Linked DNA regions of Mus musculus: region 2 is linked to region 1. A link is a contact called in public HiChIP or PLAC-seq data. All regions are on one chromosome and are shown on one strand. Each heading gives the region's core, a stretch centred on a gene start, on an enhancer-like site or on the middle of the called end of the contact. The rest is flanking DNA. Distances are from core to core; before and after follow the strand shown. Region 1 holds the start of Pofut1 (protein O-fucosyltransferase 1). Region 2 holds the start of Efcab8 (EF-hand calcium binding domain 8).

The links. HiChIP or PLAC-seq counts read pairs in DNA pulled down with a chosen protein or histone mark.
Region 2: a contact with region 1 is called in an H3K27ac HiChIP or PLAC-seq map of embryonic stem cells, with 5 read pairs. The contact joins the promoter of Efcab8 here to the promoter of Pofut1 in region 1. A contact is called at or near these places in 2 of 39 promoter capture datasets (hippocampal neurons and liver) and 1 of 115 datasets of contacts at active chromatin or transcription factors (embryonic stem cells).

What each region holds. Positions count from the first base shown.
Region 1 is chr2:153,239,226-153,244,529 of GRCm38.p6, forward strand. It overlaps Pofut1 (protein O-fucosyltransferase 1), which reads left to right and starts at 2,307. Exons shown (of 7, transcript NM_080463.3): 1 at 2,307-2,500; 2 at 4,413-4,534. The coding sequence starts at 2,362. It overlaps Plagl2 (pleiomorphic adenoma gene-like 2), which reads right to left and starts at 2,133. Exons shown (of 3, transcript NM_018807.5): 1 at 2,051-2,133.
Region 2 is chr2:153,775,420-153,780,721 of GRCm38.p6, forward strand. Efcab8 (EF-hand calcium binding domain 8) reads left to right here and starts at 3,827. Exons shown (of 29, transcript NM_001370916.1): 1 at 3,827-4,006; 2 at 4,512-4,553.

The sequences.
Region 1 (5,304 bases), core at 1,057-3,556:
CTCTATAGAAACTGCGTTCTTTCTCCATTATTAGCCTGTTTCCTCATCTGTAAAGCTAAAAATACTTACCTCACAGTCTGGTTGTAAGGATTATTTTAGTCAGGTATGCAAAAAGCTCAGCAATGGGTTTGGCCTACTCTAAGTACCCAGCAAAAGAAAGCTATTATCTTGGTCTTTATACTGAGTTGCATGTTCACACCTTCTGCTGCCACAGTCCAGTTTTCCCAACTCTCCCATCAAATACTGTTAAGCTAGCCGGTTCGCTTTGCAGCAAAGAAAGGGTTAATCTCTGAGTGTTCTTAACTAAAGAGACCCACAGAGGATTAACAGCTCCACTTCAGTGACTACCCTAAAATAGCTTTTATCCCTCCTGCCCAAGAGCTACTTGGGGCTCTGAAGAACTCAATTCAACACCTGCCTAGGAGGAAACACACCCAGAAAGGTTCTTGGAGGTGGAATCTACCCTCAAAAGAACTTAAAATAGCAACTGGGAAATTATAAATAGCATTAAAGGGGAAAAGAAAACAAAACAGGCCTTGACCTGGACATCAGAAACCAATCCAAAAGCATTCTGGCTGGCTGGAAAACAGTAAGAAGGAACGGAGGAATGGGAAGAGCTGCCCACTTCCCAAGGCCAGCGCGCGCGCGCACACACACAACACCCCGGAATGGTGGGAGAATTAAATTACAGGGAGGCCTGAGAGTCTCAGTGACTTGCATCATTCCAAGAAACATCAAACAGGATTAACAGGGGTAGGATTTACTCTCGGGCTGGTAGTTCTTCTGTCAGTGTAGATGGGCCTCTTTGGAGTCCCTTTGATTCCCTATTTCCTCAGATTCCCGCTGCCTCCCAGCCCTGGGGAGGCCTGGAGCAAATGGCTGCAACTCACTCGGGCCTCATTTTCACCTACCACCCCTCCGCAACTTAGCAGCCTTTCCCCCAAGAGGAGAGGGTTAGAAACCCAAGGCCAGACTTATCACAGCCCCAGGCTGACAGGTGGAAAAACACACAAGCCAGGAGTCGGTATGCTTGCAGGTGAAAGCCCCAACTCCCAACACGGCCAGGAACGCGGCCCGCCACCGCGCCACCGCCCCCTCCCCCCCCCCCCCCCGCGACCCCGATCTGTTCCAAGCTGGACTGAAGCATGGGGCTGAAGTTGTAGGAAGTCTGGCCCTTAGGCCAGCGGAGAGACTACCCTATTTTGTAGTGTGAAATGTTAAATTCTCCCCACAATTGGAAGGTGGATGTAAAGAGTGGAGACAAGAGACGGGAATTCAATAGTAAGTCTAAAAAGTCTAATAGGATCTGGGGTGGGAAGAGCAAGCATGCACGGTAAAGAATTACGAGCACGTTATTTGAGTCTCTAAGAGACCCCATGGGGGGAAGAGGTAGGGAGATTCTAAAGGTCGAAAGAGCGAGTTCTCTGAATTTCAAACGGGTGTAGAAATGGGACCCTCCCGAAGGAAAATGCCTAAACTTTCCACAATATGATCACTGGGAAGGGAACTTCAGCTAGGGCTTTATTTTGGGTTCTTCGGCCCGAGGTACTGCAGAAAAGCCTGAAAGCAGGTTTATGAAAGTCTGGAAAACGAAAGAGCTTAGAGCAGACTATTTGGAGCAGGAAAAGGAAGGTTATGTGGGTCGGGGTAGGCGTGTCCGAGGGTGGGAACAGGTGCAGCTTATCTATGCCCCCCAGACCGCGATCCCGAGGAAGGTTAGCTGCGTGTTATCTGGGTCTCCAGGGAGTCTGGGGGGTCCAGACTAGGGGACCCTCAGGCTGAGTTTCCAGGTCTAGGAATGGAGGGAGCCTGAAAGGCTTGTTCCGGTCCCCTGGGCACAGGTCTGAGGTCCGGGGAACGTTTTCGTCACTACGGGGCCTATCGGGGGCCCGGCTAGAGCAAAGGGGGCCCCTACTCAGGGGTGTGGGCGACCGCGCTGGGCGGCCCGAAGTGAGGGGCGCCGCCGCTCCGAGAGCCGGGCGTGTGGGCGCAGCGCGACGGCCTCCCGCCCCGCTCCCCACCATCCCCCAGGACCCTCGCCGGCACTCACTGCGCTCGGGACCCCGCGCTGCGGGCCGGGCCGCGCTCGGGCTCCGCCAGGCCCGCTCAGGCCCCGGTAGTGGCGGCGGTCGGGCCATTGTGCGGTGCATTGTGGGAGCCGCGCGAGCGGGCGCTCGGGTCGTGGAGGGGGCGGTGCCGCGGGCTCTCTATGGTCCCGCCCGCCCGCGGGCTAGAGAGGCCCAGCCGGCGCGCGGGCGGCGCGCGGGGAGCACTGGGAGCGGGGCGGCCACTCGCGCCTCTTCTTCCCTCCCACCCCCTCCCCGCCTCCGGGCCGTGGCACTCTGGGGCTCTGCCGTCGACATGGGCGCCGCCGCGTGGGCACCGCCACACCTGCTGCTGCGGGCGTCTTTCCTGCTTCTGCTGCTGTTGCTGCCGCTCCGCGGGCGGTCAGCGGGCTCCTGGGACCTGGCCGGTTACCTGCTCTACTGTCCCTGCATGGGTAAGGCCTCCGGAACCCTCTGCTTAAACGGAGAAACTGAGGCGGAGGAGGCGGAGCCACTTCTCTGAGGCGCCCGGAGACTTCTCAGGTCCAGAGGAGAACACCAGAGAGGGGCAGGGCCTGTGTTCTTCCCTGCCCTACTTGCCTGGGTACAGAGGACCCATTGGTGTTCAACTTGCCATTCGACAGATGGGAGAAGTTAAGTGACTCACTCGAGGTCTAATCAGTCTCAGATCAGTAGATGGAGTTTGTAGGACAAGACCTGCCCGCACTGTCTCGTGGCAATTCTTGCATTCATTCAGCAAAGAATTTATATGCCCCCCCCCCTTTTTTTTAATGTCCCAGGCGCTGTTGTCTGTGCTGGTGGTGAATGAAACAGATAAATCTCATAGGATTCTTCATTTTAGGAAGACAGACAATAAAAAGTTTTTAAGTGCGTGCAGAATTTGTACAAGATGATTCAAACTGGGGTAATAAAAGATAACCAAGGACTCCTAAGAACCAGCGGAGGGATGCAACTTAAATGCAGTCGTGGATCATCATTATATAATCCATCCCTTCTCTCAATCCTTGAGTAGCTTGCATTCCTGACCATGGCCATCATCTGATGGCCTGACCTTGCAAGATTGGCTCCACTCTTCTCCACACCCCTTCTCCCATGGCCCTCTGGCTACAGCCATAGTAACCGGCTTTCTATTGCTTACAGACATAAAGGTCTATGAGCTATTCTTCTCGGAGTACCTTCCTATAATTTCTGCTAACTCTTTCTCATCCTTGAAGTCTCAACATACGTGTCACCAAAGAGGACTCCATTGACCTCTCTACTTGTCATTTCCTGAGTCTCCCTGTCACCAAACCTTTTCATTTTTTCCCTTGCAATCATCAAAATATACCATAAGGAATTTGTTTTCATGTTTAGTGTCTCCTAACCTGAATTAGAATGGAATGCCTTGAGGACAGAAACCTTATCCTTCTGATTTTATATTATAACATCTAGCACAGTACCTGGCACATTTCAGCCTTGCAGTGTTTCTGGAATGGATGAATGGCTGCCATATTGATGATAGCCAAATGTGCTTGCATACAACTTTAATCTCAGCACTAGAAGCCAGAGGCAGGTGGATTTCTGTGAGTTTAAGGCCAACCTGATCACATAGAGAATTCCAGAGTAGCCAGGGCTACATAGTGAGACTCTGGCAAAACAAAACAAACAAAAACCAGATAGACCTTTGTGTTTAAAGCATTCACAGCCTGCATAGACAGCCAATACAAAAAGCTGGAAAATGAAAGCAGACATATAAATGACTGAAGTGTTTATAGCTAAATGGTAAAGCATTTACCCAGCATGTCAGAGATACTAGGTTAAATACCCAGCACATAAATACATAATCTGATTCACAGCTGTAATTCTAGCATGTAAGAGGTGGAGGTAACATGCAGGAAGATTGTTACAAGTTCAATGACAGACTGGTCTACAGAACAAGTTCCAGGACTATATAGATCCTGTCTCAAAAAACAAAACAAAACAAACCTCAATGCCGTGCTGAGAGTAAAGGAAATGGATAGGAGTTGTTTAAAAGTGTCTTAGCAAATGAAGCATCAGGGTCACCTTCATGTACAAGTGAGTGGAGACAGGTCTGAGGACACTGCTGGCAAAGATGGCAGGTAGAGTGGGGATGATTATAACATGTTTGAGAAACAGCATGGACTCTGGTGGGGCAGTGGCAGAAGGACCAGGACCTACAGGCCCTCAGATGTCAAACCTGGAAGTCTGGACTTTCTCTCCTGTGCCAGTGTTGCTAGCTCACTGTTCCTTGGCCTTCCCCAGTCTTGAATGCACATCTTTGCTGAGCCCTTCGTACACCATGCCATTAGGCCCCAGGCCACTCTACCCACAATGTACCATTTCCAGGGCGCTTTGGGAACCAGGCTGATCACTTCTTGGGCTCCCTGGCATTTGCGAAGCTGCTGAACCGCACCTTGGCTGTACCTCCATGGATTGAATACCAACATCACAAGCCTCCTTTCACCAACGTGAGTATTTCTGCTGACCTAGACCCTTGCCCATCCTTCCCCACACTTGCAGACTTGCTTGACTCCAAGGCCTCTGGGTTTTCTTCCAATCTGCTGTTGTCCTCTTCTCTACCTAGAAATAGCAATAACTAGCTTTTTTTTTTTTTAACCGAACACCTGTCATGTACCCCGCATTGTCTGAACGCTAGATGAGGGTTAGCTCATCTTTCCTATAGCTAATCCTCGAGGAAACCAAGGTCTAGAGAGGAGAGGTAACTTAGGTAACTTGCCAAAGACTGCACAGCCTGTGGGTAGTAGATCTTTTTTTTTTTTTTTTTTTTTTTTGCTTTTTCGAGACAGGGTTTCTCTGTGTAGCCCTGGCTGACCTGGCACTCACTTTGTAGACCAGGCTGGCCTCGAACTCAGAAATCCGCCTGCCTCTGCCTCCCAAGTGCTGGGATTAAAGGCGTGCGCCACCACGCCCGGCTTTTTTTTTTTTTTTTTTAAAGATTTATTTATTTATTATATGTAAGTACACTGTGTTTGTCCTCAGATACTTCAAGAGGGCATTAGATTTTGTTACGGATGGTTGTGAGCCACCATGTGGTTGCTGGGATTTGAACTCAGGACCTTCGGAAGAGCAGTTGGCGCTCTTAACCACTGAGCCATCTCGCCAGCCCCCTTAACCACTGAGCCATCTCGCCAGCCCCCAGTAGATCTTGAATTGAACCCCAAGGCTGTCTACTTTAAGAGACTGTGTCTTGAAACCAAAGCCTCCATTTCCAGTCCCA
Region 2 (5,302 bases), core at 2,577-5,076, 540 kb after region 1:
AAAAAAAAAAAAAAAAAAGGCAAGCATGATGACTGCCATACACTTAAAATCCCAGTGTTGGGGAAGTGGAAACAGGTTCTTGGGCTTGCCGCCCAGTCAGCCTACTTGGTGGTGTCCAGGTCAGTGAGAAAACCTGTTTCAACAACAGAAGAGGATGGGATCTGAGGAATGACACCCAAAGTTGTCCTCTGGCCTCCATAGGCATGCATGCGCACCATGGAACCTCGCAGCCAGTACATAGCCATGCACTAAGCACACACCCACACCATCAGCATGCACCCACACACTAACTGGAAGGATAGTATGACGGCATCCCTTCACCCAGACTGAGACTATTGCCCTGGTGTGCTTTGTGTTTACTGAGCCATTTGAGAACAAATCATAGACCTCAGGTCTCTTTATCTTTGAAAGTACTAAGGTATGTATGTTTCTTATGCAGTACTTGATTCTTAAGACCAGAAAACAAATGCAGTCTATAGTTATGTAGAGCCCATATTCCAGTTTCACCTACTGTTGGGCCCTAGAATATTTCTACTTTTCCAGTCTGTCATCCAATGCAAAAATCATATATTGCTTCCAGTTGAAAGTTCCTTGAACCATCTTCAAGCTACACCACTTCCTCAGCTGCTTTGTTTTACATGATAGACCTTGTGTGCTCGCTCTGTGTGTGTGTGTGTGTTTCTGTGGTATGCATGCATATGTATGCTTGTTATGTGTGAGTGTGGATGTGCACACCTGTGAAGGCTGAAGATTCATGTTAAATTATCTTCTATCTCTACTTTAGGTTTTCAGACAGGGCATCTGTCTTGGCTAGGGTTTTACTGCTGTGAACAGACACCATGACCAAGGGAGCTTATAAAGAACATTTAATTGGGGCTGGCTTACAGGTTCAGAGGTTCAGACCATTACCATCAAGGTGGGAACATGGCAGCATCCAGGTAGGGATGAGGCTGGAGCAGCTGAGAGTTCCACCTCTTGTCCTGAAGGCAGCTAAAAGACTGGCTTCCAGGCAGCTAGGATGAGGGTCTTAAGGCCCATGCCCACAGTGATGCACGTACTCCAAGAAGGCCACACCTCCTAATAGTGCCACTGCCTGGGCCAAGCATAATCAAACCCTCATAGTCTCTCACTAAACCTGAGGTCTCTGTTTCAGCTAGCCTAACTGGCTAGTGAGCCCCGGGATCCTCTTGTCTCTACTGACCTCTCCCTGCCTGGCTCTGGCGTTAACTTTGCGTGTTTCAATGTCAGTCATTTACATGGGTGTTGGGTATCTGAACTCAAGTAAGTCCTCAGTCTTGGACAGCATGACTTGACCCAGTGAGCCATTTCCCTCCTGTGTTTTGCTTTTCGTAGGTTTCCTGCATAGATCAGGCTGTCCTGGAGCTGGCTGTGTTGCTCATGCTTGCTTTACAAAGCCTTCTGCTTCAGCCTTGTAAGTGCTAGAGTTACAGGTATGTGCTGCTAGCATTCAGCAGGCCATCGACGTGAGTATAGCCAGTTGTATTCTGCAGTCTGGGTTTGTGTTTTTTCCTCATGGCGTGATTTATACATGGCTTTATTATCGCATCACGACATGCCATCTACTTCTGTCATTATTGATGGATGCTATTTATTTTTGAGACATTATCTCATGTATGTGTGATGGCATCAGATGTAACCAAAGGTCATGAGGCCATGAGAGGCACTGAGCCATAACTCCAGCCATCAATAAATGAAAGAGAGAGAGAAAAAATTGAGGCTGGGTCCCTCTGTTGTAGCCCTGGCTGTCCTGGGACTCTGTAGACCAGGCTGACCTTGAACTTACAGAGATCAGCCTGCCTCCGCTTCCTGACTGCTAGAATTAAAGGCATGCAAAACCATGCCCAACAATTCAAAACAAAACAAAGTGAAAAATGTGAAGGCACTGAAGTCATTTGAAGTTTGAAGAATAAGTATACATATACATTCTGACTTCATACAAGTCACATGTGGACTTTTTTTTTTTTTTTTTAGAAGTTTTGTTTCTTGGCGGCAGTCTCCAATCTCTGTTAACCTTTGACACCTGGGAATCCAGATTGACTTCCTAACATAGGAGTATGCCCCTGTCCCCAAAAGGGGCCCAAACTTCAGAATCTCCATTTCGACAAGGTCCGCTTGTCTGGGGGGAAAACCCTACTCTACTCAGAATCTGTAGAATATTCTGTTACATTTAGGCAAAAAGGGCCTGCCCTGGGCCCAGAACTTTAGGGCAATCCTTCCTACCTTGTCTTCTCTGGCTGTGTCCTACTTAACTAATGGAAGATTCCAGAGGCTAAGGAGATGTGGCCACCCAGAGTCAACCCCCTATTCCGTTCTCTGAGCACTAAGACTCAGTACTACTGCCCAAGGCAAAGGGGCATTTTTAAATCTTAATGATTGCTATGACCTTTTTTTTTTTTTTTCAATTAAAAATTAGATTGTGGGTGTGGTGGTACACATACGTAGTTCCAACACTTGGGAGGTGTTGGGAGCCGCCCCCACATTCGCCGTTACAAGATGGCGCTGACATCCTGTGTTCTAAGTGGTAAACAAATAATCTGCGCATGTGCCAAGGGTATCTTATGACTACTTGTGCTCTGCCTTCCCCGTGACGTCAACTCGGCCGATGGGCTGCAGCCAATCAGGGAGTGACACGTCCGAGGCGAAGGAGAATGCTCCTTAAGAGGGACGGGGTTTCGTTTTCTCTCTCTCTTGCTCTTGCTTCTCTCTCTTGCTTCTTGCTCTCTTGCTTCTTGCTCTCTTGCTTCTTGCTCTCTTGCTTCCTGCACCCTGGCTCCTGAAGATGTAAGAAATAAAGCTTTGCCGCAGAAGATTCTGGTCTGTGGTGTTCTTCCTGGCCGGTCGTGAGAACGCGTCTAATAACAGGGAGGTGGAAGGGAAGAGTATCAAGTCATACATGGCCATCCTTGGCTATTTATATAGGAAGTTCAAATCACCTGGGCTCCATGAGACCTTGTATTAAAAAACAAAACCATGGCTGGAGAGTTAAGAGCACCGACTACTCTTCTAGAGATCCCGAGTTCAATTCCCAGGACCACATTGGTGCTCACAGCCGTCTATATAATGGGATCCGATGCTCTCTTCTGGTGTGTTTGAAGAGAGCGACAGTGTACTCATACAAACAATAAATAAAATTTAAAAAACAAAACTAAAGCCTAGATCTAATGGGTCCACTCCTGTTACTGGCAGCTCCTAGAAAGGCCCTGCATTTGCTTTTAGCCTTTGGTAGGCAGAACCAGGACACTCCTTATCCTTGATCACCAACTCAAGGGATCACCAGTGTGCACTGTGTGGCTCCACAGAGCAGGAAGATGAGCGAGTGGAAGTAGAAATCAAAGCCCAGCCAGCTTTGGACCTCCAAACAGGAAAAGGTTGGAAATGAGAAGCAGGCCTTGGGTGAGTCTGGCAACCGTGCTGCTTAGGCGTGAGACGAAGCCCAGCAAAGTGCCAACACTAAAGAGATCTCTGTCCAACCAAAAGGGGGTTAAAAACTAGGGCCTGGCCAAGACCTGGAAATCCACTTCAGCTCCAGGGAGAAGACAAAGGGAAAAATTCCAAAACTAGAGGTGTTAGTAGAAACCAAATCGCTGTAGTCCTAGGCGAAGGAGCAGGAGAAACCCCGCCTTCCCTCGCTCCCCTATCCCGGGTGCTACCCCTGCTAGCCGCCTGCCTCTGGCCCCGCCTACCATAGCCTCGCCCCTCCCACCTACTCTCGCCAACCAGTTGCCGCTTCGGCCACGTGGAGAGTAGTTTTCCTCCAGCCGCAATTTCAGCGCCTGTCCTACCCACGCGCACATTTGTCTTTCCCAGACGAGGTTAACGTCTCATCTCGCACAGCTGTGCCTTCTGAGCCCTTCCCCTGGAGACATTGTTCTCTGTGCCCCCCTTTGCTTCTGCTCTGTTATCCTTCCTTGATTCTCGTAGAGGAGCTTGGGAGTGCGCTCCCTGTTCCTAAAAGGACTCCAAACCGTATTTCCGTTCTTCCAAGGTCTGAACTGGCATCTGCAGCAGGCTGGAAAGGGCAGATAGTGCTTAGACCTCAGGATGTCCCCGGCCAAACTGTCACCAGCTGGAGCTATCAGCCACTTCCGCCCTACCTTACCTAGTGCCTTAAACTAGGACGGGCAAGTCCTTTGGGGGTACAGGAAGAAGGACAGATTGGGGCCTACCTATCTTCCCTTCACTCGGGATTTGGAACCTAGTGCAGTGACAGATGTTGGCGAATATTACCCACCATCCAGTTTAGGTCCGGTTTCCTGCGACAGCTGCCTAAGGCATGCTGGGGCACTCCGCCACACCCCCCCCCCCCAACTTCCGTACTGCTGGGTTATTTCCCTTCATCCTGTGGTATTCTCATAGCTAGGAGCTAGCCCTATCCCATCTCCTTCTCTTCCCCACCTTCTTCCCCACTTCCCCAGATTTGTATTCCTTTTTTTTTTTTTTTTTCATTCTCTTACAAACTACTTCCGGACACTTGTTTGTTTTTCCTTCAGAGTTCACAACCATCTGGTTCTGTCTGCATTCCCTTCCTCAAGGTACTCTGTGGGGAAGGAGGACCCCAGTTCAATGGGTTGCATTACGGGCCACCTTGGTTTAAGGGAAGGTAGGACCCTCCCCCCTTTTCACTGCCATAGAGTGAGCTGGAGGGTAGATGTTGATGAACAAGGGTGCAAGGGCCACCTTCTTCCTTTGTTCTGTTTTGAAGAGGTAGTTGGTTGTCCCAGCCTGAAAAAAAAAATCTTTCTTTTTTCTTTCCTTCTCCCCCTTCTGTGTGTTAGAGGAATGCATATTTGACAGGTGCCCCCACTTCTACACCTGCCCAGATAACTGCCATTAACCTTATGGCATATTTCCCCAGGTCTTTTTATTTTTTAAAATTTATTTGACATGTGTGAGTGTCTTTGTTTTGTTTGTTTTTTCGAGACAGGGTTTCTCTGTGTAGCCCTGGCTGTCCTGGAACTCACTTTGTAGATCAGGCTGGCCTCGAACTCAGAAATCCACCAGCCTCTGCCTCCCAAATACTGGGATTAAGGGCATGCGCCACCACCACCCAGCTATGTGTGAGTGTTTTATCGGCATGTATGTCTATGTATTGTGGGTGTAGTGCCTAAGGAGGTCAGAGGAGAACATCAGATCCTCTAGAACAGTAGTTACAGTCGGTTGTGGGTTGCCATCTTGGCTGCTAGGAATTGAGTGCAGCTCCTCTGCGGGAGTTTTTAACTGCTGAGCCATCTCTCCAGCCCTGCCAGGTCCCTTTCAAGGCCAATACAATTCATATAGTTAA